Linked DNA regions of Mus musculus: all the other regions are linked to region 4. Evidence: chromatin contacts called from public Hi-C, HiChIP or PLAC-seq and promoter capture Hi-C data. All regions are on one chromosome and are shown on one strand. The core of a region is the stretch at or near the end of the contact, and the rest is flanking DNA. Distances in the headings are between cores, read along the strand shown. Region 1 holds the start of Kcmf1 (potassium channel modulatory factor 1). Region 2 holds the start of Suclg1 (succinate-CoA ligase, GDP-forming, alpha subunit). Region 3 holds the start of Elmod3 (ELMO/CED-12 domain containing 3). Region 4 holds the start of Rmnd5a (required for meiotic nuclear division 5 homolog A). Region 5 holds the start of Tgoln1 (trans-golgi network protein).

Region 1 (2,700 bases), core at 4-2,503, 1.5 Mb after region 4:
CTGAAAACACTTGTGCCTTTGTGCCGTGGGGCTGGGACGCGAGTGGTCTGATTCTTAACCACAGAACCCCAGCGTGTTTCCACAGGGCACCGCGGAAGTCCAAACGCCCCCCGACTGGAAGCCTGCTTCGGTGGGCAGCGCACGCGGGTGAGGGCCCGGGACCGGCCGGGAGCAAGTTCCGCTCCGGCGAGGTGACGGAGCAGGGAGTTTGCTCACCGCGGCCGGGCTGGATCCGCCCCGGGAACTTGGCTTACCCGAGCCCAGGGACGCGCAGAGGCCTACCGCGAGGCCGGGCGAGCTCCAGTCACAGAGGGCTGCCCGAGCCCGAGCCGCGGCGTCTTCCCGCCCGCACGGCCGCGGCCCTCAGGCGGGGCCGTCGCTCGCCCGCGGTCTCCCAGAGACCGGACGCGCCCGCGGGGCCCGGACCCCGCTCCCCCTTGTCGCGGCCGCACGCCCGAGACCCGGCTCGGCCACGGCGCCCGGCTCTTCCGGGAGCCGCCGCAGCTAGGCCGCGCCGGGGCCCCGCGGTTCCCCCGGGCGGGCCGGCCGGGCCTCGGCGTCCGGTATGTGTCCCGAGGGCCAGGCTCCCGCCGGTAACGGGCCCCGCCGCTTCCCCTCCCCCTCTCCCGCCCCATGACAGTGCAAAGCCTCCGGCCGCCCGGCCGCCCCGCCTCCGGCTCCAGGCCCAGCTCAGGGCCGCGGCCGCAAGCCACGGTTGCGGCCGCCGCTCCCGCTCGCTCTTCGGGCCGCGGTGGCCTCGGGTTCCCCAGCCCCGCGACTCGGGCCCGGCCCGCGTCCCCGCCGGTGCCCCGCTGCCCTCGGCGGCGCCCGGACTTCGGGCGGGGTAGGCCGAGGCCCAAGCGGTGGGGGCGGGGGCTCGGCTCTCACCTTCATGTCGGGACATCCTAGTTCAGACGCTGGCGGCGCGGCCCCTCCCGGGCTCCCGGCTGCAGTGTGCCCCCACCGCGGGCTCCCGGCGCTGCCCGCGCCCGGCCGGCCGACTCCCACTCGACTCCCGGGCTCGGCCGCGGGGGCGGGGTGGGCAGGGGAGCGCTCCCGCGGCGGCGGCGGCGGCGGCGGCGGGGAGGCGGCGCGGGGCGGGAATGGGGCCGGGCCTGGCCGGGGCTGAGCTCCTCCAGGAGGCGGGTCCGACGCGGCCGCGGCTCCGCCGGCGCCCGCCGTGACTCGGTCACTCTCGGGCCCCCGCCGGCTCCCGGCAGCGGCGCGGCGTCCGCAAATCCCGCTCGTCCCCTCCCCCGGCCCGCCCCCCGCCCGTCCGTCTCCCGGCTCCGGCCGCCGCCTCCTCCTCCTCCTCTTCCTCCTCTTCCGCCTCCTTCCGCCCGCACGCCCGCCCCGCCTCTCGCCGCCCTGAGGCCCCGCGGCCGGCGGGCGACCGTGCTTGGCGGCGGTCCTGCCGCGGTCCCGCAGGCACCCGAGCCCAGCCGCGGCCCGCCACGCTGCGCGTGGGGAGGACGAGGACGCGAAACGCCCCCGACGTGGCTCCCCAGCGCCTGGGCGCGCGGCGGCCGGGCCATCGCAGACGTCCCGGGGACGTGTGTGTGTTTGTGTGCTGCTTTGAAAGCCGGGGACCCAGAAGGGAATGGCAGTCGGGCCTCCGGGGCTCGCGGGTCCCCAGACCCAGGGGGAGGCCGAGGCCTAGCGAGCCGGCTCGGCCGCCCGCTCGAATGCGCTGCGGGAAAAACTTGGTGGGCTTCGGGGGTACTTTGCTTCCGGCTGTGTGTGCAGGTCTTTCCCTCCACCCAGGCTCCTTACAGGCTACTTTCTCTTCAGGCATTGCTAACTCGACAAACACTTGAGACTACCCCTGACCACGTGTCAGTGGTGGCGTGGCGCAGGTAGAACAGATCGCGCCCTGGAGTTAAGACGTGTTCAGCCCTGGGATTCTGGTTCTGATATGCTCGGTGTAACCTTGAACAAGTGACTTAACCTTGCTGAGCCTTCGCTCTAAATTGGTTCGCTTTGGGTGGTTAATTTTGCCTTGGTAGTCTCGAGATTGGACAAAGTTCCCAGCTAAGTTTACTGAAACTAGGGTCCAAGGTACTGCTTGCTTTGGCGATTTTCCTAATTTGCCCACCCTCCACCGACTGTGGGACCTGGACAAAGCGTTGGTTGCCTTAGCTTCTGTGACTTTCAAAAAGGGCAAGCATATCAATAGATGCAGGAGAGATACAGTACCAAGATTCGACGTGTAGAGTAGCAAAGGAAGGACCCTATTTGTTACAATATTTTATTGAATATGATTTAAGATATGTCTGGTTTTGAAAATACTAAAAGGCTTAATCCGAGAGACTACATAGTAGGTCATCCCTGTCTACCCAAGAAACTAGCTGTAATTAAATTGGGGGTGGTTTTGAGGCATGACCTCAGATAGCCCGAGGCAGTCCTTGAATTGCTCAAGTAGCTGATTCTGACCTTCCCATCTCCCAGGGGCTGGAACGAAAGGCATCTTCCACCACACCCCCACCTAATTTGGGTTTAAATGAGGACTAGATAACAAATATTTCTGTTTCGGGTGTGGAATTCCGCACACTACAGACCGGCCTGAGGAAGACTATGCCTAGTAGGGCTTACAAAGGGAGAGCAGGGTTTGTAGTTAGCCTGATCGACATCCTGGTTAGTGGGTCCTTTCTGACAACCCTACACATTTTATTATTGGCAAGTGATCCTGGGTGTAAGCCA
Region 2 (2,700 bases), core at 16-2,515, 1.8 Mb after region 4:
CCCCAAACCACTGCACTCCTAAGAATTTCACTGAGTTAGAAGGTTCTTGAATTTTGGTTGAATTTACGTGTTACCCATGAATTCAAACTGGCTGCTATCCACTACTCACTTGGTCCAATCAGCATAATGTTGTCAATATAGTGTACACACACACATATTTACAATCTATACTATATGTTATATATACTATGTATTACACATTTTGTTAAATAAATGAAACAAAATGCTTAATTATTAAGTAAAGATTCAGTGAAAAATTTCCTCCTTAAAACCATTGTTCGCGGGCTGGAGAGATGGCTCAGAGGTTAAGAACACTGGTTGTTCTTTCAGAGGTCCATGAGTTCAATTCCCAGCCACCACATGGTGGCTCACAACCAAGTGTAATGAGATCTGGTGCCCTCTTCTGGCTCACAGACATACTGCAGACAGAACACTGTACATAATAAGTAAATAAATAAATCTTTAAAAAAATGTTCACACTGGACCTATTTGGAAAGCACTGATATTTAACTTTACCACAAGGGCAGGATCTACAAGACAAGTACACATGAGAATGGTGCGAATTATAATGACGACCTTACTGAGCTAAAATAACTTTATTGATTATACTGATAAGGAATCTTAGGAACGCGGTTTTAGACAAGAAACGTGGTGCTTTGGCTCAAGGACTTGCTAAGGTTTTAAAAGAGTGGAGTGAATAATTTGTTCCAATTGGGCACAAATCCTATTTGATCTCGAGTTGTAGTCCTTAGGATTTTAGAAAGAGGCATAATTAGCATTAGTAAATAATTAGCATTAGTCGAAGGCAGTGCGCCAGTTTGTTTAATAAAGAGATTCCTGCTTCAGGAAACTGTCAGCTAAGGGGCTTTTTAATTTTAAGTATTTGGTCACTTTTCCTTTTTTCTTTTGCCGGCCACTAGTGCGGATAATTTCCGGAACCGTACAGGGAGGACAAGAGGAGTACAATCTTCTCTGTAACAGGTCAGAAAAAAACAAAGTGCAGGATCACGGTCTGGCACATAGCATTGCTGCCGGCGCCTCCCCTCAGCGTTTGTCACGGCTTTTCCTGGGCGCCCACGCCGGAGTTTAAATCGCTTCCAACCCCTTCCCTTTCAGCACGCTGCTTACTCGGAAAAAAAATACATTTCCCACAACACCACGCGCCGGCCGGGCCTCTCATGGGCTGTCCCACACATTGCCGTTATGTTTATGGTTACCCAAGCCCACATCTACTAAAGAACAGAGCTATTGTTTGCTTTTCAAACGTCATCCTTCTTGTTCTTTTCCACTTGTAACGTTCACTGTTTGAGAAGAGACTCCGAGGAGCGTAAGATATTCAGGCTACTCCTCTAGACACCTTTCTGCGCGAGCCTGAGCCCATGCCAAGGTCCCGGGGTCCTGAGAGTGTCATTGGGGGATGACCGCAACAGTAGTTGCTGCGGCTGCCACTGCAACCATGGTCTCCAGCAGCAGCGGCCTCGCCGCCGCCCGCCTGTTGTCGCGCACCTTCCTCCGTGAGTCGTGCCGGCCCGGCTCTGTCCTCCATGCTTGCGTAGACCTCGGGTTCCTGATTCTGGCCCCGGCGGTGTCCGGGCTCTTCCGGGCGGGCCCTCGGAAGGGGCGAGGGAGCCACCGGTCCAAACGCCAGTGGCAGACCTCGGGGGTGGAGGGGGCTTTGTCCGATGGGGTCGTGGATCGGCCGATGCACTTCGCAGGGCGCCCTGCAGACACGGCAACAATATCCTAGTTCCCTCGGTGACGGGGTGTGTGTGTGTGGAGGCGGGGGGGGGGGGGTGAGGTGGAGGTGGCCTCTGGGCTGGCCCTTACTTGGAGCCAAGGCTAAAGAGGTCCAGGATGAACTCTGCTGGGAGTGTGAGCCCCCGGGTTGAAGAGGTTGTAATTTGTCCCGAAAGATTCTGCACTTGGAGTTGACCGTTCTGTTGAAGTGGTAGGGCCAACGGAAAGGTGGTTTCTGCACCCAGAGTCAACGTGGCCCCGTAGGAGCTTGGAAGCTGACCAATGATGTGTCGCTCTTTACGAGACTCCAATGAACACCTCAGTTTCTGAGAACCAATCTCCCAGGGTTGCTATCCTGCAATGCTGACTCTTGAAAAGTAGTGCTGCGTTCAAAGTCTCTGTGTTAGGTACGATAGGAAACAGCTTGGGAACCGGTCATGTCGTTTTTGAAGTCTGGCCAATCATTCGTATGTGTATAATAGTCTTTTTTTAAAAAGTGATTTCTCGATGGATGTGGTGGCCCACACATTTAATTCCTGCATTTGGGAGGCAGAGGCAGGTATGCGGGTCTTTGTGAGTTCGAGGCCAGCCTGGTCTACAAAATGAGTCCCAAGAGAGCCACAGCTGTTACACAGAGAAACCCTGTCTTGAAAACAAAACGAAATGAAACAAACAAAAGCCTACTAAACAAACAAACAAACAAACATCTCTCAAGTAATAGCTTGGTTTGTGAAGCAGAGCATTGTCCTGCCTATCACTAACAGGAGAAATGATTGCCGATTAAAACTGTGATGAGTGATTGGTTGTCAGGTTTATCCAGATCTAGGAGATGTTAAGAAGTAATGAGTGGTTTGGTTTCATTGTGTAGAATAAGTGAGTCAGTTTACTGCTCAGAAATAGACACTCATGTAACACTCTTTTCTTTGTGACATCTTGTTTCCTCTCGCATCAGATAGTAGGTGA
Region 3 (2,700 bases), core at 86-2,585, 1.2 Mb after region 4:
CTGTTCCTATATGGGCATGCATGCTCACACCCACACACCAGAGAGTCAGTGTGGAAAGGCTGGGACTGTAACCTAGTGGCAGCAAAGGAGGCTCAACCCCTGATATCGAGGGGGAAAATGAGAGTGGATGGTTCTCACACAACTGACAGTCATACTTCACAGACTCAGAGGACTAAGTCAGTGGGGAGGCCCTCCACGGAGCCAGTCCTCCACTAGGGGACTATGATTTACATTCCCCAAGGACTGACTGCCAGTAACAAACAGCTTTTGGGCTCGACGCCTGGCTGCCTGTGATCTAGAGAGGATGGTGGTAACGTCCTCCCTGAAACACCCCAGGAACTAGCTCCCCCCCCCCCTCCCCAGAACCTCAGCATCTACCTCTCTTTTCCTTTCCTTCCATCTCGGCCTAAATGACAGCATAAGATACACACACATCAGATAACCTGGCAGGGTCACAGGTAGGACTGACAAAGTCTCGGGAAGGCTCTCCTGTTACTGTGGGGAAAACGAACCAAGTAGCATAGAAGCATGACCTGCTTTACATACCGGACTGGAGCACCGCTGGGGCCTAAAACAAGGACAAAACACTCAAAGTTACGAAGTCATTCCTCCTGATAGTGGGTACCTGAGGAAATGGGCCTCCTATACAAACAAATCCCTCTTAAGTCAAGTACGTATTTCAGACCTACTTTCCTCAAAGGGCAACATTAAGATGGTAGGATATCTAGACTGTCTGCTGGAGCTTAAACTCTCTGAAAAGCTGATTTAGAAGCTGGTGCGTCCTTAAATGCAAATAAACACACAGGATGATCCTTGACTTAGTCTTTCTTGAGGCTTGTCCTAGGTGGCTTGCACTTTGAGAGCCTGATAGAGTAGTTACGATTAGGGGAATCCACCTAGGGATAACGTCGGTGTGAGGCTGCCAGTCCTGGGCTGACACAGGTTTAGGAGAGCTCCTGTGCAGGTCTCAACAAGGTCTCAACTCAGATACCCAGACAGAGGCTGTGTGGGCACAGAAACTTTGTCACTGCTTGGAAGAGGAGAGGGGAGGAAAGCAATGAACTGCCTCCGAGGTTCCAGCGAATCCAACACGGAAAAGGCACCAGAACCCAGGTCTTCTCTGCCTCCCAGACAGGATCTCTCTCAGACCTGCAACTTTCATCCTTGTTGTGGTCCCGCGGTGACCATTTCCACCAGACATCGTCCTCCTCACCCTCACCTCCCTCACCAGACCCCTTGCTCACCGGACGCGTCCCCAGCGTTCCGGTAAGGGGGGGATCCCACATCCCCCTTTTCGCGCAGCCGTGCAGTGTCGCCTGTCTCGCGCTAGAACTACATTTCCCATTAGGCAATTGAACTCCTGCTCTGCAAAGATCATACGGAGGTCCATAATGGACAATCTTCATCAGTTTTGAGCAGGCGTGAGTCAAAATGCTTCGGCTCCTCCAAGTCTGGTATTACTCCAAGGACGAACTAGAGGGGCGGGGCCTCAGCTATAAAAGCCGAGCTCAGCGGGGAAAGGACGCGGTCTTCCGAGCCCTGGCAGCAACATGTGGATCACTGCTCTGCTGCTGGCCGTGCTGCTGCTGGTGATCCTCCACAGGGTCTACGTGGGCCTTTACGCTGCAAGTTCCCCGAACCCCTTCGCCGAGGATGTCAAGCGACCGCCTGAACCCCTGGTGACCGACAAGGAGGCTAGGAAGAAAGTTCTCAAACAAGGTCAACTGATGGGTTTCAGGCCTGCTCTCGGGCCTTCTGCTCATGTCTCCCCATTAGTAAAGTGCTGGGAAAACTTCTCTTGCACACAGAGGTTCCATAATTTAGTGTTCTTTGCTTCTGAAAGGGTGCAGGCATTACCCTTGGCACGCCAAATTCCAGCCCCGCCAGTTGGAATCTTTTCAGCTCACGGCTTACACAGAATAAGAGACCTTTCCCCTACTTGGGTCTGGAGCCAACTTTTCCCTATACTTCTGTGCATGCTCGGGGGCACAGGGAAGCAGCACTGAAAGTTTTCCTAACAAGCGGGTTGCAGGCAAAATGTAGTCCAGTTCATAGAACTGAAGCTTGATAATAACTTCGGAATTTCAGTACTGGCTAGGGATAAGAACTCCACTCTCCAGTGAACCATCTCTAAAGCACGTGTAGAGTGCTCCCAAGGTTTGTGTTTTTGAGACTGGTCTCACTTTTGTACTGGAGTTGGCTTTGAACTCTCTTCGCAGCCCAGGCTCAAACCCGGAGCAGCCCTCTTCTTCTGTCCCCAGCATGATGAGATAGATTACAAGCATGCACCAGCATGTCTGCCTTTCAACGTTTTACGGAAGTGTTGGAGCTGGGCATAGTGGTGCAACAATTTAATTCCAGTTTGGACTACACAATGAGACCCTGTCTAAATGCACACATCAAACCCCAAAACAACCAAAACCCCCAAATGCAAAACTTTCAAAAAACAAACAAGGATCACCTCTTTGACCTCCAGGAGCCTCTGACTTGTAAATTTTAGCCAAGCCTAGGCTAGCCTTAACTGCACTATTTTTTGGGGACTGACTTTGAACTCCTGATCCTTGTGCCTCTACTTCCTAAGAGGCACCACACCCAGTTATTTTATTATTGTTATTGTTTGTGGATTGGGGGAGAGGCAGGTCTCATACTTGTAGCCCAGGCTAGCTTATAACTTGCTATACAGGACAAGTGTGTCTCAAA
Region 4 (2,700 bases), core at 19-2,518:
CCATAATATTACAAGTCCTTTATCTCTCATTCAGAAAGAGTCAGCATTGTGGCTCCAAGGTACCAGACCTTTAGTGTTATTTTTAAAACACAAAACTCTTTCTCAGAGTTAGCCTTGGCATCTGTGGTACAAGACGTAGGGCCACTGATGAAATAACGTAGGCAAAACACCTTCTACGGAAAAGCTGTTTTCTGAAAGGATTATTAACAAGTACAAACTGGACTAGGTAAGTAACTAGCAACTCGACATCTGCCCGGTCGGACTGTACAGAGGCTACAGCAGGGACGCTGAATGGTTTAAATCGGCCGGCTTCCTAGGAAGAGTTTAGAAGAACTGCCTGCCCACATCAGTCCAACTCTGAAGTTGCAGCAGCCGATGATGTAGAAACCAACCCACAGCTAAGAACGTTAAACTAAGAACCATCAGGGAGAAAAGTCTGCGAGGCCGAAAACTAGACAAAGTCCTGCGCAGACCCTCGTTATCACTCGCACACCTGCGGCCCGCAGGACCCCGCAAGACCCCCAGCCCCGCCCCAGGCCACCGCGTTTCCGGGCGGGTCGCCGCGGCCTGGGGACCAGCAGACGCAGCGCAGGGCCCCGACCCCCGCGCGCCCACGCGCCCGCCCTCACCGTGGCTCTGCAGGATCTCGTGCTTGAGGCCGCCGGTGTAGTCGATGAGCTCCTCCAGGCCCCGCTCGCACAGCTGCCCGTAGCCCGAGAACTTGTGCAGCACCTTCTCCAGCTCGCGCTCCACCGTCACGCACTGATCCATGCCGGAGACCGCGGCGCTCGGCTCCCCGGCGCCCGGGGGTCCGCAGTGGTTCGGCCCGGGCCCCACCGAGGCCGCGTCCTGCTCCTCCTCCCCCAAGGCGGCGAGCGGGCGGCGCGGGAGGCGAAGGCAAGACGGGCGCGCTAGCCGCGGCGCCGGGGGAGCCCCGCGCAGCCTGTGCCCTCCCGCCCCATGGCGCCCCGGCCCCGCCGCTCGCGCTCGCTCGCCCGCCCTACCCGGCGCCGCGTCTCGCCCCGGGCCCCCCTGGCTCGCCGCGTTCGGCCGCCCCTCGGCGGCGCCGCCGATTGTTTTTGTTTTCACGGGAACCGGCCGATGACCTGGTTCTCCCGGGCGGCACCAATAGCCGCGGCCCGGGAGGGGGTCGAGCCTCCCTCACGAGCGGAGGAGGCGGCGCGGGCCGTACCAATCGCGGACTCGGCGAGGGGTCAGGGGGAAGCAGCGGGCGAGCACGGGCGGAGGGCGCGCGGGCGTTCTGAAGGTGTGGGCCGTACCACGCGGGAGGCCGTGAGGGAGCGCGGCGAGGGCGGGGCGAGGGCGGGGCGAGCGACGCAATTGGCCCGCGCAGCTGAACAGGGAACTTTAGCGATAGCGTCAACTACGCGGCCGGTAAACAAGAGGGTGGAAACCGTCCCCGGATGCTCCGCCCAGAAGCAGAAGAGTGACCAATCGACGCGGGGGTTAGGAGCGAGACAAACATCCTCCAATCCTGGGCCGAGGCGTAAAACTTCAGCCAATCCAGACTGAGGAGCCAAACCAATGCGCTCGCTGTTGGAGGGGGGTTGGCTTGAAGAGCGGAGCTTGGCGCTTCTACTGGGAAGCCGCGAGGGGAAACATGACAGCAATTAACGGGGCTGTTTTCTCCAGGATTTCGCCCTGATTGCAATTTGTGTTTTCTCCGCATGGAATTTTGGCCGGAGTTTCGACTGAGAGGCCCACCTCCGGGGCCAAAGGATGTCTGTCTGGCCGCCTAGTGGCGGAGGGCCCGGGCGGGGTCACTAACCCGATGGAAGGTGGTAGCTCTTAGAGGGATGGCCCGCGCCCAGCGTTGGCTCGTTCTTGACGCCCCTCGGCCTGCAAGTGGCCTTCCCTGTCGCCTTGTCCACGTGCTGGGCATCTTGGCGGCGGTCACGAACACGCGTGGGCGAGCTGAGCAACCTGGCCCTTGCTCCTTGCCCTTACCTTGGCGTAGGGCTTTTGCCCTGGTTTACCACGGGGTTCTGGCCTTGGCCTGTGCCCTCTTGCTCACCAGGCTTCTACCCTACTAGCTTTTCGTCAAGTCCCTGCCTCACAGCCTGGGCCTGGGAGAGTCCGCCTTCCTGGGCCTGCAGTTGCCAGCTTGCTTGCCTGCTCATAGCATTCCTACTTCCACCATGGTTGTATCACCTCTGCCTCCCCGAATTTTCTCCATCAATTCATTGTATCTCTTACAGCACAATTTTTTTTTTCTCTCACACATCACTTGTCAAAGTCTAAAATAATAATTGTTTGGAGTTTTGCTTGTTTTGGTTGCACCACTTAAGTAATACTATGAAGGGTAACCCCTTTTGTTGTGGCCTGTTTGTTTCTAGAACACAGCCAGCACCCTGGTGGACAGTCTTTCTTTTCCTTTAATTCAGGTGGTAACCTTTTTAAAGTTCAATTTCCGTTTTTATAATGTGGCAGCTAGTGGGCGGGTGGTTATATATGATGGCCTTTAGTGGTCCTGGATATTTGGAAGTTCAGCTGATGGTATTTCAGGGCTCCTTTCTGTCCCTCATCACGCCATTTGCTTTTAGTCCTCTTTCTTGGCAGATGGCCCTGATTCCTACTTCTCGAAAATAAAAAACCTTTTAGCTCCATCAATCTTGCCATTCTCCTCAAAAGGTTTTCTAGCTACCATCCATTTTGTGAAAATACTCAGGCATCCAAAAG
Region 5 (2,700 bases), core at 165-2,664, 1.2 Mb after region 4:
ATGCAAAGAAGTGGCTGCTCTCTGCACTGGTGTTTCCAGAACTGTCCTTATAAAGATCATCCTTCTCATTCTTCATAGAGTCTGTAAGTGTCCCCTCTTGGTTCTCACTGGAGGAAGGGCCCGGCACCTTTTCATTCTCTTCTTCAAGTGGTGAGCCTTCTTCCGGCTCTGTGTCACCCTCTTCAATCTCCTTGGTTTCCACGTCTTCAGTAGGCTCTGAAGACTTATCTCCTTTCTCTGGCTTTAAAGAGAAGTCAGAGTCCCCTGCCAGTGTTTCCCCAGATTCAGTTTTGGAAGTAAGTGTTGGTTTTTGTCCTTTTTCAGTTGGCTGGACTTTGTCAGTCTTCGAAGTCTCCGTATCTGGGGAGATTTTGGAGGTGGGCTTGTCCAAATCAACTTTCGTGGACTTGCCAGAATCATCTTCTGTGGCCTTATTCGAACCAGCTTCTGTGGGCTTGCCAGAATCACCTCCTGTGGGCTTGCCAGAATTACCTCCTGTGGGCTTGCCTGAATCTTCTGTGGAGCTCTGATCAGACTTTTCCAGTTTGGGGTTGACTGGTGAGAGGGGCCGCGCAGTTTCGTTCAACTCGGCATCCGTTTTCTCGGGCTGCCTTCTGGAATCACCCAAACTGTGATCGGTCGCGGCGGTCCGCGGCCCAGATTCCGCCTTACTGGAAACTGCTGCCAAAGTCGTCTTGTCCTGGTCTTTTTTATCTGACTTCTGCCCCTGACCGTCGGTCGGCCTTGTAGTCTTTACCTGGTTAGAAGAAGGCAGGGGAGTGGAGGACTGTTTGGAAGGCTGATTCGGAGGATTCTGAGAGTCACCTGAGTCGGCGTCTCTCTTATAAACGGACGGCAGAGCTCCTGAAACAAACAGAAAAAACAAAAAACAAAAAACAGTAAGTCCTCGGAAGAAGAGAAGCGGGCTTGACTTCTGAGAGCCTAGCGGGGATGGCCGAATGGGAAAGCGGAGATGGCTAGAGCAGGGTCGGGCCAGACAAGAAAGACGCCGGCTCCCGTAGCGACCCACCAAGGTGAGGAATGGGGAACCTAAAGGGGAGAGTGAGCTGGGCTGGGGTGGGGGTCCTTACTCGCCACCGCGACACTCAGCAGGAGCAACGCAACCTGGAACCGCATCCTGCAGTCTGCGCTTCCGCCCTCTGATGACGTGAGAGCGGCGCACGAGATTTTCCCGAGCGTGGCCCCTCCCTTTCCGGCGGACTGTTTCTCTTCCGGCGCAGCCCCGCCTTAGGGGTGGGGCTACCGGGCGACAGCAGCCGTTGTCTGTGTGTTCCGGTAGAGTGCCGGAAGTCAAGTCCAGCTCTTTATTCCCCCCCAAGTCCCTTCTGTTTCTCAGCAGTCTGCGGGGCTCGGCGATCTCGTTCTTGTTCACTTGGCCTCGTTTTTCGGAAGCTGTTGCGACCGGCAGGTGCTGCGTCGCCTTCGCTGCTTATGATGTAGGGTCGTGGGGCCGGGCGCCTCTTTGTCGCATCCTCTGCTCGTGTTTCCAACCTCTCCGTTGCCGATGCTGCTTTCTCACTTCACAAACAAATGTACTCTCTTCAGCACTTGCCCATCTAGAAGCAAACACATTTCATCCTGATCCTAATCCCTTTCTTGGCTGTATCCAGGGCCCTCTGAATTTACCAAGGTTTTTGATTTCTTGTTTGTTCTTCTGAATTTCTATGTGTTTGAAACCATATTGCTATGTGGGCACCTGCTGCCTCCTGAGTGTTTGGGATTACAGGTGCCTCACCACGCCCCTGTTGGGCTATTTATTTATTTAAGAAATAAAATATCAAAGATTTACTATTTTTATTTGTGTATGTGTGTCTGCCACCTGTGTGTAGGTGCTCTTGGAGGCTAGATGAGGGCATCAGATGCCCTAGAGCTAGAGCTTCAAGCGTTTCAAACTCTGTGGGTGTTGGAAACTGAACTCTGTTCCTGTGGGAGAGCAACAAGCCCTGAGCCATCTCTCCAATCCAGGAAGTAAGGTACTTTGTTACTCAAACAGGAAGACCTTGAGTTTCTGATCTTCCTACTGGACTACTGGCTTGTGTCTCCAATTTATGTGGTACTAGCAATCAAATCGTGGTTCTATGCACACTAGACAAACACTCTTGTCTCATTCACCACATATATATTCTTTTTCTTTCCAAGACAGGGTTCTTCTGTTTAACAGAACTCGCTCTGTAGACCAGGCTAGCCTTGCAATCACAGAGATCCACCTACCTCTGCCTCTTGAGTGCTGGGGTTAAAGACATGCACCACCACACCACACAAGCAACACATTCTTTTTTTTTTTTTTAAGGTTTATTTTATTTATTATATGTGAGTACACTGTAGCTGTCACCAGACACTGGAAGAGGGAATCAGGTCTTGTTACAGATGATTGTGAGCCACCATATGGTTGCTGGGATTTGAGCTCAGTACCTCTGGAAGAGCAGTCAGTGGTGCTCTTAACTGCTGAGTTATCACTCCAGCCCAAGCAACACATTCTTATAATGCAAACAACAAAATAGAATTTTAAAAGAAATATACTTAAAAAAACTTTTTTTAGAGAGCCAGGTGATGGTGGGACACAACATTAGTCCCAGCACACAGGAGGCAGAGGCAGGCAAATCTCTGAATCAGGCCAGCCTGATCTACAGAGTGAGTTCCAGGATAGCCAGGGTTACACAGAGAAACTCTGTCTTGAAA

What was found. Promoter capture Hi-C pulls out the DNA fragments that hold promoters and counts their contacts. Hi-C and Micro-C count contacts between places; a contact is called where the count stands out from the background. HiChIP or PLAC-seq counts read pairs in DNA pulled down with a chosen protein or histone mark. Capture Hi-C pulls out chosen DNA fragments and counts their contacts.
Region 1: a contact with region 4 is called in a promoter capture Hi-C map of pre-B cells, with 6 times the contacts expected there. The contact joins the promoter of Kcmf1 here to the promoter of Rmnd5a in region 4. A contact is called at or near these places in 1 of 39 promoter capture datasets (pre-B cells) and 4 of 115 datasets of contacts at active chromatin or transcription factors (astrocytes, cardiomyocytes, microglia and 1 more).
Region 2: a Hi-C map of muscle stem cells shows a contact between it and region 4, with 5 times the contacts expected there. The contact joins the promoter of Suclg1 here to the promoter of Rmnd5a in region 4. A contact is called at or near these places in 1 of 484 Hi-C or Micro-C datasets (muscle stem cells) and 1 of 115 datasets of contacts at active chromatin or transcription factors (astrocytes).
Region 3: a contact with region 4 is called in a promoter capture Hi-C map of liver, with 2.2 times the contacts expected there. The contact joins the promoter of Elmod3 here to the promoter of Rmnd5a in region 4. A contact is called at or near these places in 2 of 39 promoter capture datasets (neutrophils and pre-B cells), 2 of 115 datasets of contacts at active chromatin or transcription factors (astrocytes and fetal liver) and 1 of 9 other capture datasets (liver).
Region 5: a contact with region 4 is called in an H3K27ac HiChIP or PLAC-seq map of thymic regulatory T cells, with 6 times the contacts expected there. The contact joins the promoter of Tgoln1 here to the promoter of Rmnd5a in region 4. A contact is called at or near these places in 2 of 39 promoter capture datasets (neutrophils and pre-B cells), 4 of 115 datasets of contacts at active chromatin or transcription factors (double positive thymocytes, fetal liver, regulatory T cells and 1 more) and 1 of 9 other capture datasets (liver).

The regions. Positions count from the first base shown.
Region 1 is chr6:72,898,726-72,901,425 of GRCm38.p6, forward strand. Kcmf1 (potassium channel modulatory factor 1) reads right to left here and starts at 1,254. Exons shown (of 7, transcript NM_019715.2): 1 at 889-1,254. The coding sequence starts at 904.
Region 2 is chr6:73,247,240-73,249,939 of GRCm38.p6, forward strand. Suclg1 (succinate-CoA ligase, GDP-forming, alpha subunit) reads left to right here and starts at 1,266. Exons shown (of 9, transcript NM_019879.3): 1 at 1,266-1,514. The coding sequence starts at 1,418. Gm38834 (a long non-coding RNA gene) reads left to right here and starts at 1,524. Exons shown (of 2, transcript XR_869182.3): 1 at 1,524-2,144.
Region 3 is chr6:72,597,078-72,599,777 of GRCm38.p6, forward strand. Elmod3 (ELMO/CED-12 domain containing 3) reads right to left here and starts at 1,336. Exons shown (of 12, transcript NM_001253692.1): 1 at 1,245-1,336. Retsat (retinol saturase (all trans retinol 13,14 reductase)) reads left to right here and starts at 1,525. Exons shown (of 11, transcript NM_026159.5): 1 at 1,525-1,719. The coding sequence starts at 1,551.
Region 4 is chr6:71,439,369-71,442,068 of GRCm38.p6, forward strand. It overlaps Rmnd5a (required for meiotic nuclear division 5 homolog A), which reads right to left and starts at 1,269. Exons shown (of 9, transcript NM_024288.2): 1 at 630-1,269. The coding sequence starts at 771.
Region 5 is chr6:72,615,586-72,618,285 of GRCm38.p6, forward strand. Tgoln1 (trans-golgi network protein) reads right to left here and starts at 1,415. Exons shown (of 4, transcript NM_009443.3): 1 at 1,092-1,415; 2 at 1-864. The coding sequence starts at 1,137.